Regions from separate parts of the Macaca mulatta genome. Here region 2 is linked to region 1. A link is a contact called in public Hi-C data. All regions are on one chromosome and are shown on one strand. The core of a region is the stretch at or near the end of the contact, and the rest is flanking DNA. Distances in the headings are between cores, read along the strand shown.

Region 1 (7,643 bases), core at 3,060-5,559:
TAGTTTGGTGGATACTTTTCACTGAGAATTAAGGCCGAAAGAGGAAGTTACCATCTTGGAACTTAGGGGAAAATTCTAAAGAACAGGATATCAGACTTTTAGGATAAATCTTCTTTCTAGTTGTTTTTCTTGTTAAACTTTGCAGAGAATTTGAGGCTCAACCTTTTAATTTTGGGAGCTGGCTATGGTATTTGGAGGCCGTGATTGAGTTCAGGAGGTGGATGCTGGATAATGGGAGAGTGGATGATAAGGTTTAGGGATGATACTGACGTTCAAGTTCTGATTCGATTAGAGAAAGAGTGAATATAACATCTGTGGCCAAACTATGGTCGATTGAATTAAAGTTTAGCAGGTTGGATCATTTAATTGAAAAAAGAGGTGGCGAGGCTATCTTATTTATGTTAAGTGTAATAAAGGTAATTATATGGGAAACCTGAGAGAGGAGACTATTGGTAACTTTGTCCATCTGTGGTTGGTGATGGTGATGGTGGGTGCTCGAGGCTTCCTCTTGGAGATATTTGTGCTGATCTTTAGATATAGCACAGCAAAAGGCAGGACTTTCTAGAAAGAGTATGTCCAAAGGTAACAGTTATGAAAGGGCATCTTTTTTTTTTTTTTTTTTAGATGAAGTCTTGCTGGGTCACCAGGCAGGAGTGCAGTGGCACGATCTTGGCTCACTGCAACCTCCACGTCCTGGATTGAAGCGATTCTCCTGCCTCAGCCTCGCAAGTAGCTGGGACTACAGGCACTCACCACCACGCCCAGCTAATTTTTTTGTATTTTTAGTAGACACAGGGTTTCACCATGTTGGCCGGGATGGTCTCAATCTCTTGACCTCGTGATCCACCCGCCTCAGCCTCCCAAAGTGCTGGGATTACAGGTGTGAGCCACTGCACCTGGCCCGAAAGGGCATCTTCTATTCAGGTGCAGTGAAAAAGCTGGGTGAGTGCTGCATGGGTCCACCTATTAGAGACCTTAGAGGACAAAGTGATTCTGATGTGGCTCTTACAAGAGAAATTGGAGTTTTTCAAGTAGGAGAGTAATGTTATCAGATTCATTTTTTATGAAGATATTTTTATGAAGATACATTGTATAGAAGTTAGACAAGAACAAGAATACAGGCATGCCTCGGAGATATTGTGAGTTCAGTTCCAGATCACCACAAAGACAGTCACACAAATTTTTTAATTTTCGAGTGCATATAAAAGTTATGTTTATACTATACTGCAGTCAGTGTGCAGTAGCATTTTGTCTAAGAAAATAATGTGCATAATTTCATTACAATGCTTAATTGCTAAATAATGCTAATGATCCTTTGAGCCTTCAGTGAGCTGTGCTCTATTTGCTGGTGGAATATCTTGCCTCAGTGTTGATGGTTGCTGACTGATCCGGGTGGTGGTTGCCAAAGGCTGGGCCTGTGGCAATTTCTTAAAATAAATCAACACTGAAGTTTGTCACATTGATTGATTCTTCCTTTTGTGAAAAATTTCTTTGTAGCATATAATGCTGTTTGAATCAACTTCTTCCAAACTTCTGTTAATGTTGATATTTTACCTCCTCCCAAAAACTGTGAATGTCCTTAATGGAACCTACAGTGGTAAATGCCTTCCAGAAAAATTTCAAATTTACTTTGCCCAGATCCATGAGAGAAATCATTATCTACAGCAGCTACAACCTTTGAAAACGTATTTCTTAAATAATAAGACTTAAAAGTCAAAATTACTCCTTGATCTATGGGTTGCAGAATGGATGTTGCGTTAGCAAGCACGAAATCAACTTTAATCTCCTTGTGCATCTCCATCAAGCTCTTAGGTGACCAAGTGCATTGTTAACGAGCAGTACTCTTGAAAGGGATCATCAGAGCAGTAAGTCTCAGCACTGGACTTAAATATATTCAGTAAACCATGCTGTAAACAGATGTGCTGTCCTCCAGGCTTTGTTGTTCCATTTATAGAGCACAGGCACGGTAGATTTAGCATAATTCTTAAGGGCCCTAAGATTTTCAGAACAGTAAATGAGCATTGGCTTCAACTGAAAGTCTCCAGCTACACTAACCCCTAGCAAGAGAGTCAACCTGTCCTTTGAAGCTATGAAGCCAGGCATTGACTTCTCCTTTCTAGCTATAAAAGTCCTAAATGGCATCTTCTTCCAATAGAAGGCTATTTTGTCTACATTGAAAATCTATTGTTTAGGGTAGCCTCCTTCATCAATGCTGTTAGCTAGATCTTCTGGATAACTTGCTGCAGCTTCTCTATCAGCACTTGCTGCTTCACGTTGCACTTTGTTATGGAGATGACTTCTTTCCTCAACCTCATGAACTAACTTCTGCTACCTTCAGACTTTTCTTCTGAAGCTTCCTCACCTCTCTCAGCTTCACAGAATTGAAGAGACTTAGGGCCTTGCCCTGGATTAGGCTTTGGTTTAAGGGAAGGTTGTGACTGGTTTGATCTTCTATCCAGACCACTAGAACTTTCTCCATATGAGCAATAAGGCTGTTTTGCTTTCTTATCATTCATATGTTTACCAGGAAAGCGCTTTTAGTTTCCTTCAAGATTTTTTTCCTTTGCATTCATAATTTAGCTAACTGTTTGGCAAAAGAGGCCTAGCTTTTGGCCTATCCTGGCTTTTGACATACTTTCCTCACTGAGCTGAATCATTTCTAGCCTTTGATTTAAAGTGAGAGACGTGTGACACTTCTTTTCACTTGAACACTGAGAGGCCATTGTAGGGTTATGAATTAGCCTAATTTCAATATTGTTGTGTCTCAGGGACTAGGGAAGCCTGGGGAGAGGAAGAGAGATGAAGGAGCAGCCAGTCAGTGGAGCAGTCAGAACATACATAACATTTATCAGTCAAATCAGTAAATGTCTTTGTCTTCCACGTGCACACTTCGGAGTGCCCCCAAACAATTACAGTAACCTCACAGAACGATGATCACAGATCACCATAGCAGATAGCCTAATGAAAAAGTCTGAAATATTGCAAGAATTACCAAAATGTGACACAGGAACACGAAGTGAGTACATGCTGTTGGAAAAATGGAGAAAGTAGGCACTTGATGCTGCATCGCCACAAATCTTCAATCTGTAAAAACAAAAACAAAACACACAGTATCCCAGAGCTCAATAAAATAAGATATTCTTGTATTCTGGTGATGAGGCAACAATGAGAAGGCTTCAGATTTTTTTAAAATGCTAATTTCCTAGATTAAGGCAAGTGGTGGGAAATGGGAGAAAAAGGAAAGTGTGAAAGGCTCTTCTGCAATCGATTTCATGTGAAGGAACGTCATTCCAGGAAAAGGCCTAGGTTTCTGGCTTGGACAATTTGATGAGTGCTCACACCCGCTATTCTCCTCTGGATACGTGGGTGCCATAGGTAACTATCATATGATTCACGCTTCTTGGTAAGGTTATGCTCACAGGCATTGTTGCTGTTAGACGGGAGTAGGCTGAACTGCAGTGTGTATTTCACAACCAGCTTTTCCAAACTAGGTCCCAGGAAGCACTGGTTTCAGCGAGTATTCCCAGATCTCCTGCAGGGGAGAAACGATCACACAACATGAACTGGTCTGCCCTGCCCTTGGAGAGTTGCAGTGGAAACTGGCATGTTAAAGGCTCACAGTAAAGACACTGCTATACTTTAACTCAGTTTCCCATGGTTATTAGAGCTTAGAACCCGGGGGGAAACTGCTGCATAGAAGAGGTCTAACAAGCTGAGTGCAGGTTTTGTCATGAAATTGGGGGGTGAGTAGGGTTCCATTATCAAAGAACGGTTGTTATGTTAGGGCCATAAGAAAGAATTACAAGCAGTGGTGTGCAGGTAACGTTCATGAGACGGCCACAGTGGGGTAGCATCAGAGGCGGGAGGAGACGCGGGAGGAGGAGGGTTGGAGAGCAGGGGCTGCAGCCTTGCGAGGCGGTTGCAAGCCTCTCTGGGTGACCACAGCAGCTTGCGCAGCGCCCACATTGCTTCTGCGTGTTTACAACTGGGCACGAGAAGGCTCAGCAAGCACGCACCGCTGGTGCGGGCCCTCCCTGCCCACAGCATGAAAACAGGAGCTCCGGCCAGCATTGGCTGGGCAGGGCCAGAGGCGCCTCCTCCAGGCTCCTCCCCGCGCTGGCCCGCCCCACAGGAGCACCGCCCCCGCCAGGAGCCAGGCGCTCTCCCGAGGGCCCGCCTCTCCGCCAGGGGGCGAGCCGCCTCCACTTCCTGTTTCCGCAGCCGCCCTACCAGGAGCCTGGCGCTCTCCTCAGGGCCCGCCTCCCCGCCAGGGGGCGCACCGCTTCCACTTCCTGTGTCCGTGGCTGTCGCGAGAGCCCGGGACGGGTGGGCCTTTGCTCGTGGGTGGTTCTCGTGGAGGTCAACTCCCGCGTGTCTCCGCTCGGCAGGGTGCTTGGGCAGGTAAGGGTTCGCTCAGTAGCCCAACCCTCTCTGTATGCAGCTCCCCAAATTCAGCGCAGCGCTCAGGCATGGCAGCCACCAGTTACGTGGGGCCATTTGCATTTGCATTTATTGAGGTCAAAGAAAAGGCTGGAAATTGGTGCGTGGTGACACCGTCAGGTTGGTGACCCTAGCAGGTCGGCCCAGCCCCTAAACGCTTCCATCACTGCCGAAAGCCCTGTGAGGAGGCGCAGAGCTTTGCATTTCCCGCAGTTGCACGGGCCCCTCTCTACTTGCCCCGTTTTTCCTCTTTGCTGCAGAGCCCAGCGGGTAGGCGGGGGCCATGGCGCAGTACAAGGGCACCATGCGCGAGGCGGGCCGTGCCATGCACCTCCTCAAGAAGCGCGAGAAGCAGCGGGAGCAGATGGAGGTGCTGAAGCAGCGCATCGCCGAGGAGACCATCCTCAAGTCGCAGGTGGACAAGAAGTTCTCGGCGCACTACGATGCCGTGGAGGCCGAGCTGAAGTCCAGCACGGTGGGCCTGGTGACCCTGAACGACATGAAGGCCCGGCAGGAGGCCCTGATCAGGGAGCGCGAGCGGCAGCTGGCCAAGCGCCAGCAGCTGGAGGAGCAGCGGCTGCAGCAGGAGCGGCTGCGGGAGCAGGAGCACCGGCGCGAGCGCAAGCGTAAGATCTCCTGCCTGTCCTTCGCGCTCGACGACCTCGATGACCAGGCGGACGCGGCCGAGGCCAGGCGCGCCGGAAACCTGGGCAAGAACCCCGACGTGGACACCAGCTTCCTGCCCGACCGCGACCGCGAGGAGGAGGAGAACCGGCTCCGGGAGGAGCTGCGCCAAGAGTGGGAGGCGCAGCGCGAGAAAGTGAAGGACGAGGAGATGGAGGTCACCTTCAGCTACTGGGACGGCTCGGGCCACCGGCGCACGGTGCGTGTGCGCAAGGGCAACACGGTGCAGCAGTTCCTGAAGAAGGCGCTGCAGGGGCTGCGCAAGGACTTCCTGGAGCTGCGCTCCGCGGGCGTGGAGCAGCTCATGTTCATCAAGGAGGACCTCATCCTGCCGCACTACCACACCTTCTATGACTTCATCATCGCCAAGGCAAGGGGCAAGAGCGGGCCGCTCTTCAACTTCGATGTGCACGACGACGTGCGCCTGCTCAGCGACGCCACCATGGAGAAGGACGAGTCGCACGCGGGCAAGGTGGTGCTGCGGAGCTGGTACGAGAAGAACAAGCACATCTTCCCCGCCAGCCGCTGGGAGGCCTACGACCCCGAGAAGAAGTGGGACAAGTACACCATCCGCTGACACCCGCCCGCCAGAGCAGAAACCGGGGGAGACACTCCTTTCTATGCCCCGCCACCAGTCACTTGATTTCCTGACCTTGATTTCTTCCCCCGAATTTAATAAAGACAGAGGGTTCTCATGATTCATATTGGTTGTCCTATTGCTGATGTTATGCTTTGGTTGTTTGGTTGGTCCTTTTCTGAGTATTTTAGTGTCCCTACCTGGATTTGCTGCATTGCTCTGCTGAGCTGTATTGAAACCATGTCTGGGCCCACTGTGAGACAGAAATTAGAAGAGGAGGCACATTTTTTACCTCATGGTTATGAGCATGGTCTTGGGGGCCACAGTGACTGAGTTTGATTCCCGACGCAGCTTCCTCCTTGCTGTGTAGTTTTGGGTAAGCTTATTAAACCCCCATGCCTCACTTTGGTCACCTGTAAAAGGAAATAACAAGAGCACTTACTTTAAAAAATGGATGTGAGGTTTGAGTTAATATTTGTAAAACACGTAGCACTTAATAAATGTTTTTTGTTATTATTATGGTTTTGGTTAATTTATTTAAAAGACTTCAGTGACCTAGTTCAGAACCATTTGAGGGCAAAGGTGGACCTGCCCATTACCGGTCCCAGGATCAGCAGTTGCCAGCAGGAGGGGGCTTGCAAAGGTTGGGGAGCAACCCCCCTCTAGTTGCCTTTAGCTGGGTTGTTTAGCCCAGAAGTTAGGAGGACAGAGCTAATGCAAGTAGCCTGCAGGGTGAGTATCATTGATTTTCCTTTTGCTCCAATATGACTCCAAAGGGCACAGTTGCAGATCCTGTCTTTATTGAAAACGTTTGTATTTTATTCATTGTGAATTATTTATGTTAATTTTGATTTTTAAAAATATTGTATTCAGGCCGGGTGTGGTGGCTCACGCCTGTAATCCTAGCATTTTGAGAGGCCAAGGTTTGTGGATCACCTGAGGTCAAGAGTTCGGGACCAGCCTGACCAACATGGTAAAACCCCGTCTCTACTAAAAATAAAAAAACTGTGCCTGTAATCCTAGCTACTTGGGAGGCTGAGGCAGGAGAATCGCTTGAACCTGGGAGGCAGAAGTTGCAGTGAGCCGAGATTGTCCCACTTCACTCCAGGCTGGGTGAAAGAGTGAAACTCCATCTCAAATATATATGTGTGTGTGTGTGTGTGTGTGTGTGTGTGTGTACACACACACACACATACATACGTGTGTGTATATATATACACACACATATATAGTATTCAAATATTATTTGGTTTACTGAGTATTTGGGCATCTCCTTCCCCTTAACCTTAATGCCCAAGGTGGGTGCCTCACTCACCCTGGTCCCAGCCCTGAGTATAAGAGGGACATTTCTTAGAGTTCTTGCCTCAGCCCATGAGCAAGAACTTCCACTGAAACATTAGCCCTCTAGGGCAATGGGTCCCAATGGCTGTCCCGTTGGGTCATCAGGGAAGCTTTTAAACTTACCAATTCAAAGGTCACACCCAGAGCCAGACCTTGGGGTCAGAAGTGGACATCAGTGTTTTGAAGCTCCCCAGCTATTTGGTTGGCGAACAAATGTTCTATGGCTGCCTTCTCTCCACCTCTTATGAACTCCTCCCCCTGAGTTTAGGTGCAAGTAGGGTCAGGGCCCAGGACAGGCTCTTGGCTCTGAACACGTCATTAGTGTGTGAAGCAGATTCTTCCTACCTGGAGTAAGACCCTTGGACCAGCAGCATTGGCACTTGGGAGCTTGCTAGAAAAGCAAGACAGAAAAGCAGAATCTCAGGCCCCACCGCAGACCTACTGAATCAACGTGTATTCCAGCAGATCCCCAGGTGAGCCACAGGAACACGAAGCTTTCTGGAAACTGGCTGGCTGGATGTCTGCTCTTCAGTCTGCCCTTCCAACACAGCAGATCAAGACCTAAACTTGAGGGTGCAGACAGTAGAACCCCACATCTTTG
Region 2 (7,643 bases), core at 2,914-5,413, 580 kb before region 1:
TGTCACCCAGGCTGGAGTGCAGTGGCATGATCTCAGCTCACTGCAAGCTCCGCCTCCTGGGTTCACGCCATTCTCCTGCCTCAGCCTCCTGAGTAGCTGGGACTACAGGCACCCGTCACCTCGCCCGGCTAATTTTTTGTATTTTTTGTAGAGACGGGGTTTCACTGTGTTAGCCAGGATGGTCTCGATCTCCTGACCTCGTGATCCACCCGCCTGGGCCTCCCAAAGTGCTGGGATTACAGGCGTGAGCCACCGCCCCTGGCCTTTAAGATACAACTTTTTAAAGAAGTTGAACAGACTCTGATGCTCCCTTAATCCCAGGTCATCCTGGCCCTCGGTGCCTATTCTTGAGGCAGCATTAAAGCAGAGGACAGATGTCAGGGAGTCGTCAGTCAGGGAGGGTCTCAGGGAGGCCCGTCCGGCTTATGACCTAGAAAGGGCCAGGGCCGCCGGAGTGGGCAGAGCAGGAGAAAACAGGTGGGTGTCATGATCCCCAGCGCCTGCGTCCTCTCTCACCTGGACCCCCGTGTGAGGGCAAAGGAAGCCTTGGAGCCCACCTGGAACGTCCAGATGGACAGTGGATAGAAAAGATCAGCCCCAGCACAGCCAGCAGCTGCTTCCAGATCCACCCAAGACCCCAGGCCACTTCTGCCCATGTCAAGCTGGGAGGTGGACACAGTCAGATACACTTGCAAAGTCACCCAACTCCCAACGTCTTACCAATGACTCTGATGAGCTGTGCACTGGCTGATGAGAACCACCACCTGGCCTGGGCCTAAGCGGGTAGCTGGTTCTGTCGATGTGAGGTCTGGACAGAACCTCATGAAACAATATTTAGTTTACTTGGCCTCTATCATCCTTGGGGCAATAGATTTCTGCAAGCCTTTGTTGCTTTTTGTTGTGGAACAAGTATGAAAAGTATAAAAGCATTTTTTGAACTTTTTGCAGAAAATTTCATAACCTCATATTTACTTCCAGGCAGTCCATCCTGGCCCCTTTCCCTTTGCTGCCAGGAGGCTTGTCTGTAGTTGAGTGTCACAGGGAAAGGCTAGTTCTGTGCTACGCTGGAGCTCATGGGCCCCAGGCCGTCCATCCCGGCTTATCGTGGATTTCTCTCTGTGAAGTGGGGGCATGGCAGGGGATCCACTTGCATCCTAGTGCCTCCATGGGAATCGTTCCCGAGTGCATTTGCAAGAAAGAGCTGCGGCCTCCCGATGGCATGGGTGAAAAGGGCTCCCAGCGAGAAGAGGGATTTGTCAGGAACGCTAGACATTCTCCCAGCCTGGCCCAGGGACCCCCTTTGGACTCAATTTCCTTTCATCCTCCGCAGGCACGAAAACATCACCAAGGGTCACATATTTTTTCCAGTTTGTCATCTTGGCTGACTCTGAGAACATGTTTGTTGAATTTCTATCCCCAAATCTTTCCAGGTTTGCATCAAAGAGGAAAAGGAAACAGCATTTCCTTCCGTCTAGCTTGCTAAGCCAAATCTAACAGAGAATAATGATCCTACCAACTGCCAGAGTTCAGGGGTCCCTGCTGGCCCCCCCTCCCCCCACCAAATGCATAATCATGCAAAGGCTGCAAGAGACCAGCTGGAAACCCGGAAGGTCTGACTGCGGCTTCTGCTCTATTGAGAGACTCGCCTTTGCTGTTTTCTTTGATAAAGGAGGGAAATTTCACTGTCCCCCCTTTAGACAGGGAGTGAGCCTGCGGTCTGCCTGAGGTATCTTGCAACTGCAAGCACTAAATAAGCTCCTGACTCATCTGTCCCCTGTGGCTTATGCAGAAGGTAGGGACAGGATGAGTTCTGTGGCGCTTAATCATACAATACTTCGGCATTTCTGTCCAGGTACCCAGTAGCTGTCAGGCTGGGCCTGTATGATACAGATCCAAGACAATGAATCAAAGTGCGGATGTGAAGATGCTGTTGTTAGCATGGCTGCTGGAAACGTGGAAAGTAAGAAAGTCCACGGACTTGCCTACTTGCTCCCAAAGCCTTCCCCAGCACCAGAGGGGCTGAAATCATTAGCGACCACATAGCCCGCCTTGGACTGGAGTGGCCTCTATTGGATTTTCCCAAGGGTGTCACTATTCGGACACCTGGGTTTTGACTCACGGCTGAACTATTGGCCTTACTCTCAAGTTCTGTTTCATGAAGGCACATGCATGAGAAATGCTAATGACACTCCTTTAAGAAGTTCAGTGTGGTATAACTCAAGCTAAGCTCCTCAGTAAGTCACAAACTGCAGGAAAATGACTGCAGCTGAGTGATGCTCTTGTAGTGGAGGCATGCCTTTTTCTTAACCTATACGCCTGGCAACAGTAAATGGTGTGTAGCACCCAGGAGCCACGACCCAGGGACAGGGACGGCACCAGGAAGGGGTCAGCCTCACTTTCTGAACTAAAACAAAAGTGGCTGAGCACAAGTGAGTCACACCTTTTAGGGAGGTGTGAAATGGCCACAGACTCCACGAGGGCAGGACTGTGCTGTTGTGTTTTCTGGGCCTAGTGTCTGGCACGCAGCAGGCTCTCCATCCATGTTTCTTACATGAGTCAGTGATCTCACTTGCTGGGCCTTCTCTCTTTGGATTCATGACATCAGCTTCTCAGGTCAGTATAAGGCTCTTTCAGCCTGGCACGGTCGCTCACGCCTGTAATCCTAGCACTTTGGGAGGCTGGGGTGGGGGGATCACCTGAGGTCAGGAGTTCGAGACCAGCCTGGCCAACATGATGAAACTGCGTCTCTACTAAAAATGCAAAAATTAGCCAGGCGTGGTGGCAGGCACCTGTAATCCCAGCTACTCGGGAGGCTGAGGCAGGAGAATCGCCTGAACCCAGGAGGCAGAGGTTGCAGTGACACAAGATCATGCCATTGCACTCCAGGCTGGACAACAAGAGTGAAACTGCGTCTTAGGGGGGAAAAAGGCTCTTTCTACTTTTTAAACATTCTGCAATAGCTGTGCCGTGAGGTCTCTTAGCAGAGTCGGCGGCACAGGTTCTGGTGGAAGTGCGGCATGAGTGATCCACTGAATTCCCCCCTTGCCAGTCACTGACATATTTCCTGGGCCCAGAGTAGCTCCCTGTTCCCCCTTCTTCCTGCTGCTGCCTGGACAGGACCCCAGGGCCAGGTTCTCCCGTGACTCTCGGGCACCTCAGGGTTAGGTACAACAAGCTCCTCGGCTGTGAACCATGAAGCCGATGTGCCCAGAGCCAGAGCCAGAGCTGATGCTGGTTAATCCCACACCAGCCTGGAGCCAGGGACTTGTCTTTGAGTCCCGAGAAGCCGCCGTTCCCCGGGGTGTCTCCCATTACGCACCTTATCACCGTCGGGGTGACCTCCGCACAGAAGAACACGCTGAGGCTCCCCACTGCATGGGAGGCAAACATGCCCACGATGGAAAACGCGATGGAAAATTTGTCCTTGACGCTGTCACTCATCCCTGGGGGAGGGTCAGAAGGGGATGGTGAGGGAAGAGAGGAAGCCAGGCCAGGGTGGGAGGGAGTCCCAGGGCTGCACGGCACGGCTCCTCCCCAGTGCCCAGCGTGCGGCATGGATGGCTGTGCAGTTCCCTCTGGGAACCAAGCCCCTCAAGGACTAGACGCCCAGAGTCCCCGCAGTAGGTTTTGTGGGGCTCCTGTGAGTCCCTGTGCATCAAGCATGCTGGAGCTCATGGCGGCCTCTATTGGCATTCCTCAGCCGGGAGCCATGCCTGGTGGGAGGGGCAGGCTGGCATGTCCCCGGTGCCACAGCAACATCCCTCTGCCCTGGCCTACGTTTGCTCCAGTCAGGTCTGATGTGCCCAACACGTGGGACAGGGGAGCTGAGTCAGGGTTAAGGAAACAAAAACTCAAGCCACAGAATTTATGGGCCCAGAAGGAGAGTGTTCAACCCCTCAAAGCCCTCGTGAATGGCACCGGAGACCGACCTCGAACCAGGGCCGTGTCTGGCACCGTGCATGGACATGCTGTCAGGGCCATACAGCTGGGGCTCAGCTCAGCTCCCCCAAGGCTGCAGAGAGGGCAAGCGCTCCCCAGGGACACGGGCGAGGGCTGGGGCAGGCCAGGCGGGAGCAGCAGCAGCTTCAAGGTGCAGGGCGGCACTGTGCTGTCCCCAGAGCTGGAGGGCAGCAAGCTTACACGGGTCAAAGGGGGACAGCGGCTTCCCCTGGCAGCACAGACGGCTGGGCCCCAGCACTCCCGGCCTTTCTCCCCCACCCAGATGCTGTCCATAAGACAAAGCAAGCTGGCGCTGGGCCAGGGCCTGTGCTGAGCCTGGTGCCAGGGGAAGGGGTGGGGCATGCGTGCCAAGCAGCACAGAAACAGGGAAGCACCAGTCGCTCTTTCTAGCGGCAAGAGGGAGAATACAAATGTATCCGTATAGTGTCCAACCTACGGCCAACTTCAGCTGCAGTTCTTGGAGGGCAAGGGGGAGAAAGAGAGGAAATGGAAACCACAGGTCCGTGAGTCTTGGAGAAAACGCCCGTTTAGATGTAATACAAGACGAGGAAGCACAGCCCACGCGCTTGGGACTCACCTGAGTCTGGGTGCTGGCTGTACTTTCCAATCACTGGGCCCGCGGACATGATCGCACCCACACAGACAAGGGCAAAGCAGGTGAGGAGAGAGGAGAGAGCACGTTAGGTGTGGAATTAGCCCAGTGTGTTCCCATGTGACTTGGTTCAAGCAAACTCCCTTCTGTTTCTGGGATGGCGCTGGCTGCCAGGGCAGTGGAGTTCATACTGCACTAAACAAAGATCTTTTTGTTAGGAAGACAGGGGTAAGATCCCGCTGACCTCAGAGCCTGGGGAGAAAATGGAACCTTCACAGCGAGACCCTAGCAGGTGCAAAGGGTGAGCTTCCGTGCATATAAAGTTGCCCACGGGTCACTGCAGCCTGCACTCAAGTAGCATCAAGCACTGTGGGGCACCCCTGCTGGCCCCAGCTCTGCTCCTCACAGTTGCCTGGTGTTCACTTGGGGCTCCTGGGCATTCCTGCTCAGGGCCAAAGGGGCATGGCAACACCTGGTGGCCGAGGCATCTGCCACTTCCGTCCCAACTGTGTGAGCAGGGCAGAGGCTCCCCGGAAGGGCAGCTGGGGAACGGGGATGGAGGGAGACAGGCACCACGTGTGTATTCCATTAGCTAAGCCTCCCAGCAGTCTCCCCGCAAGGTACAGATTGCACAGGAACTGTCCAAGCTAGAGAGCCGCTCCTGAGTTGGAAGTGAGCCCTCTCTAACCCAGGCTGCACGACAAGGCCGCTCTGATCTGGGGGTGGTGGACAGCCCTGGCATCTAGTTCTGAGAGCCTGCGTTCATTTTCCTTGTAAAGGCAGGGGAGCTCTGTGGGGTCGATGTTCCCACGTGTCCCGAGCCTGTCCCAGGAGGACCATGCCAGGGCGGGAGAGGAGGTTCAGTGGCCCTGCCTGTTCGTGTCGTGCCCTGGGCCGGCCACGGAGGTGCTGTGGTGGTTTGTCCACACACGGGGGTATCTGTTGGTGAGGAGCTATACAGAGCTTGCTGGAGGGCCAGACGGACTCTCTAGCTTTGCCTTAGATTATTTTTTTTTTGAGACAGAGTCTTGCTCTGTCACCCAGGCTGGAGTGCAGTGGTGCAATCTCAGCTCACTGCAACCTCTGCCTCCCTGGTTCAAGTGATTCTTCTGCCTCAGCCTCCTGAGTAGCTGGGACTACAGGCATGTGCCACCAAGCCCAGCTAATTATTTTTTGTATTTTTAGTAGAGATGGGGTTTCACCATATTGGCCAGGCTGGTTTGAACTCCTGACCTTGTGATCCGCCTGCCTCGGTCTCCCAAAGTGCTGGGATTACAGACATGAGGCACCGCATCTGGCCAGATTATTTTTAACCTTTACTGAGAAATTCTTTGGTCCAAAGAGAAGCTGATGAACTCGGGAACATCTGCTGAAAAGCAGGGCCCTAATGCGAGGGTGACAAAACAGATTTATTTCCCCCTTCATGTCACTAGAAAGAAACAATCCTTTGTTCTTCTTTGTCATACACAGAAGCAGTCTGCCCCATTAGTGAAGACCCGGCCACCAGGACTCGGACGGAATCATGGTGCAGCCTGGGCTGGGGCAGGGGGAGGAGGGAAGGCCCAGGGCCCTCCGAGGCGGGCTCCACAGATGCTCTCATGGAAGCTCTGTCCTCCCCGAAGCAGCTCCTTCCAGCCATAGATGTCCAATGGAGTCTTACCCAGCCCTTTCAAATGCCCTTGGGGGTCTGCCAGCCCCCCTCCCTGAACGCAGCCCGCCTCCCTGGCCCACTCACGGTTGAGGAGGCCGAGCTGCAGGAGCGAGGCCAGGGCGGTGAGGATCATGAAGAGCAGCAGGCCTCCCCTGCGCCCGAGGAACCGGACCACCACGCACATGGCCAGGCAGGACACCAGCGCGATGCTGGCCGTGGTGTAGTAGTCAGCGTAGAAGTTCTCCAGGAGCGGCACCTTCACCTCGTGGCCCATCATGCTCCTGGCAAAGCAGTGGTGGATCCCGTACCCTGTCAGCCTGTGGAGACATGCCGAGCGGCGGTGGGTGGGCTGCCCCCACGCCAGGCGCTGTGCCGTTTCCTGGGAGCTCATGGTGTCAGGTGACCAGGAGATGAAGAAGCAACTCAATGTGTCATAGAAAAGCCCACCATGACCGAACCACGAGCAGATTACAGAGCAAATGCAAAAAGGAGACGTGAGAGAAATATGGAATGCTTCTCCTGGGGGGGGGGTCCACGCTCATGCTCCTCTGCCGTGGCTTTAGTAGACAGGTGTGGGCACAAGAGCGGTCACCCAGAGCAGTCACCCTGGCCCTGAGCCCTCACCCTGGGCTTCCGTCTTTACCTGTGGCAGCTCGAGACCCTTCACAAAGGAGTGCCACACCCCAGATGACCCCTAACCCAAATGAGTCGAATCCCTCCCCTCCGCCACCTTGGTGACCTCTGACCCTGAACAAGGGACTGCCTTGCGCAGTCAGGGCCACTGAGCTGTCAGTCAAGACAGAAGTGACCTTCTAGGTACACACCAAGCCCAGGGACTGGGCTGCGAAGAACCTGCGTGAACGATGTCCCCAGCCCCTGCAGGACCCAGCAGGCGGGGTGACCAGGGCTGGTGAGGGCCCTGGGAGGAGGTCTGGGCTCACTGGCCTGGCTCAGGCCCACCTGCCTCCTCCCGCGGCCATCCTGGCGCCTCTGGCCAGACTGGCTGCAGGTTCAGGAAGGGCAGGGCCGGCTACAGACAGGGGCCACGGCCACTTTGCAGCCAAGGCCTCATGGGTCTCAAATCCCCTGTCCCGAGACAGGGCCCAGAAGTCCCAGCCTTGTAGCAGCCCCCACTGTGCCCCTGAGGAGGTGCATTCATGTGCATCTTGGTTCCCTGGACCTCATGGGCACATGGGGAGGCTCTGCTCACAGGATTTACACGCCTGGGCTGGGGGCACTGGCTGCTTGAGGCTTCCGGGAGGGGAAGGCCAGTATCTTCTAGCCCGTGTCACTTTTCACACACACCCTTAGGATTCCAAGTTCAGCGGGGTGGGGAGTAGGGCCCTGGGCTTCACCGCTGCCCGCCTTCTTCCCTGGCCCCCTCCCACCCGGCTGGCACTTGTCTCTGTGACTCACGAGTTCACACACAGGACCACAATG

Evidence for each region. A called contact is a pair of places that touch in the nucleus more often than the background predicts.
Region 2: a Hi-C map of fetal cortex germinal zone shows a contact between it and region 1, with 2.6 times the contacts expected there. The contact joins the enhancer-like site here to the promoter of FAM50B in region 1. A contact is called at or near these places in 2 of 14 Hi-C or Micro-C datasets (fetal cortex germinal zone and liver).

What each region holds. Positions count from the first base shown.
Region 1 is chr4:179,406,907-179,414,549 of T2T-MMU8v2.0, reverse strand. It overlaps FAM50B (family with sequence similarity 50 member B), which reads left to right and starts at 4,309. Exons shown (of 2, transcript NM_001267791.1): 1 at 4,309-4,401; 2 at 4,701-6,203. The coding sequence starts at 4,724. The coding sequence ends at 5,701.
Region 2 is chr4:179,984,786-179,992,428 of T2T-MMU8v2.0, reverse strand. SLC22A23 (solute carrier family 22 member 23) reads right to left here. Exons shown (of 10, transcript XM_001093713.5): 6 at 7,620-7,643; 7 at 6,288-6,520; 8 at 4,538-4,570; 9 at 3,320-3,443. Among named protein-coding and RNA genes, the nearest start is that of PSMG4, 27 kb to the left of the region's middle. Within about 2 kb of position 4,163, at least 15 of the 40 cell types and tissues checked have an H3K27ac peak or open chromatin away from gene starts, as enhancers often do. A contact at or near this core is called in fetal cortex germinal zone, where this site is marked.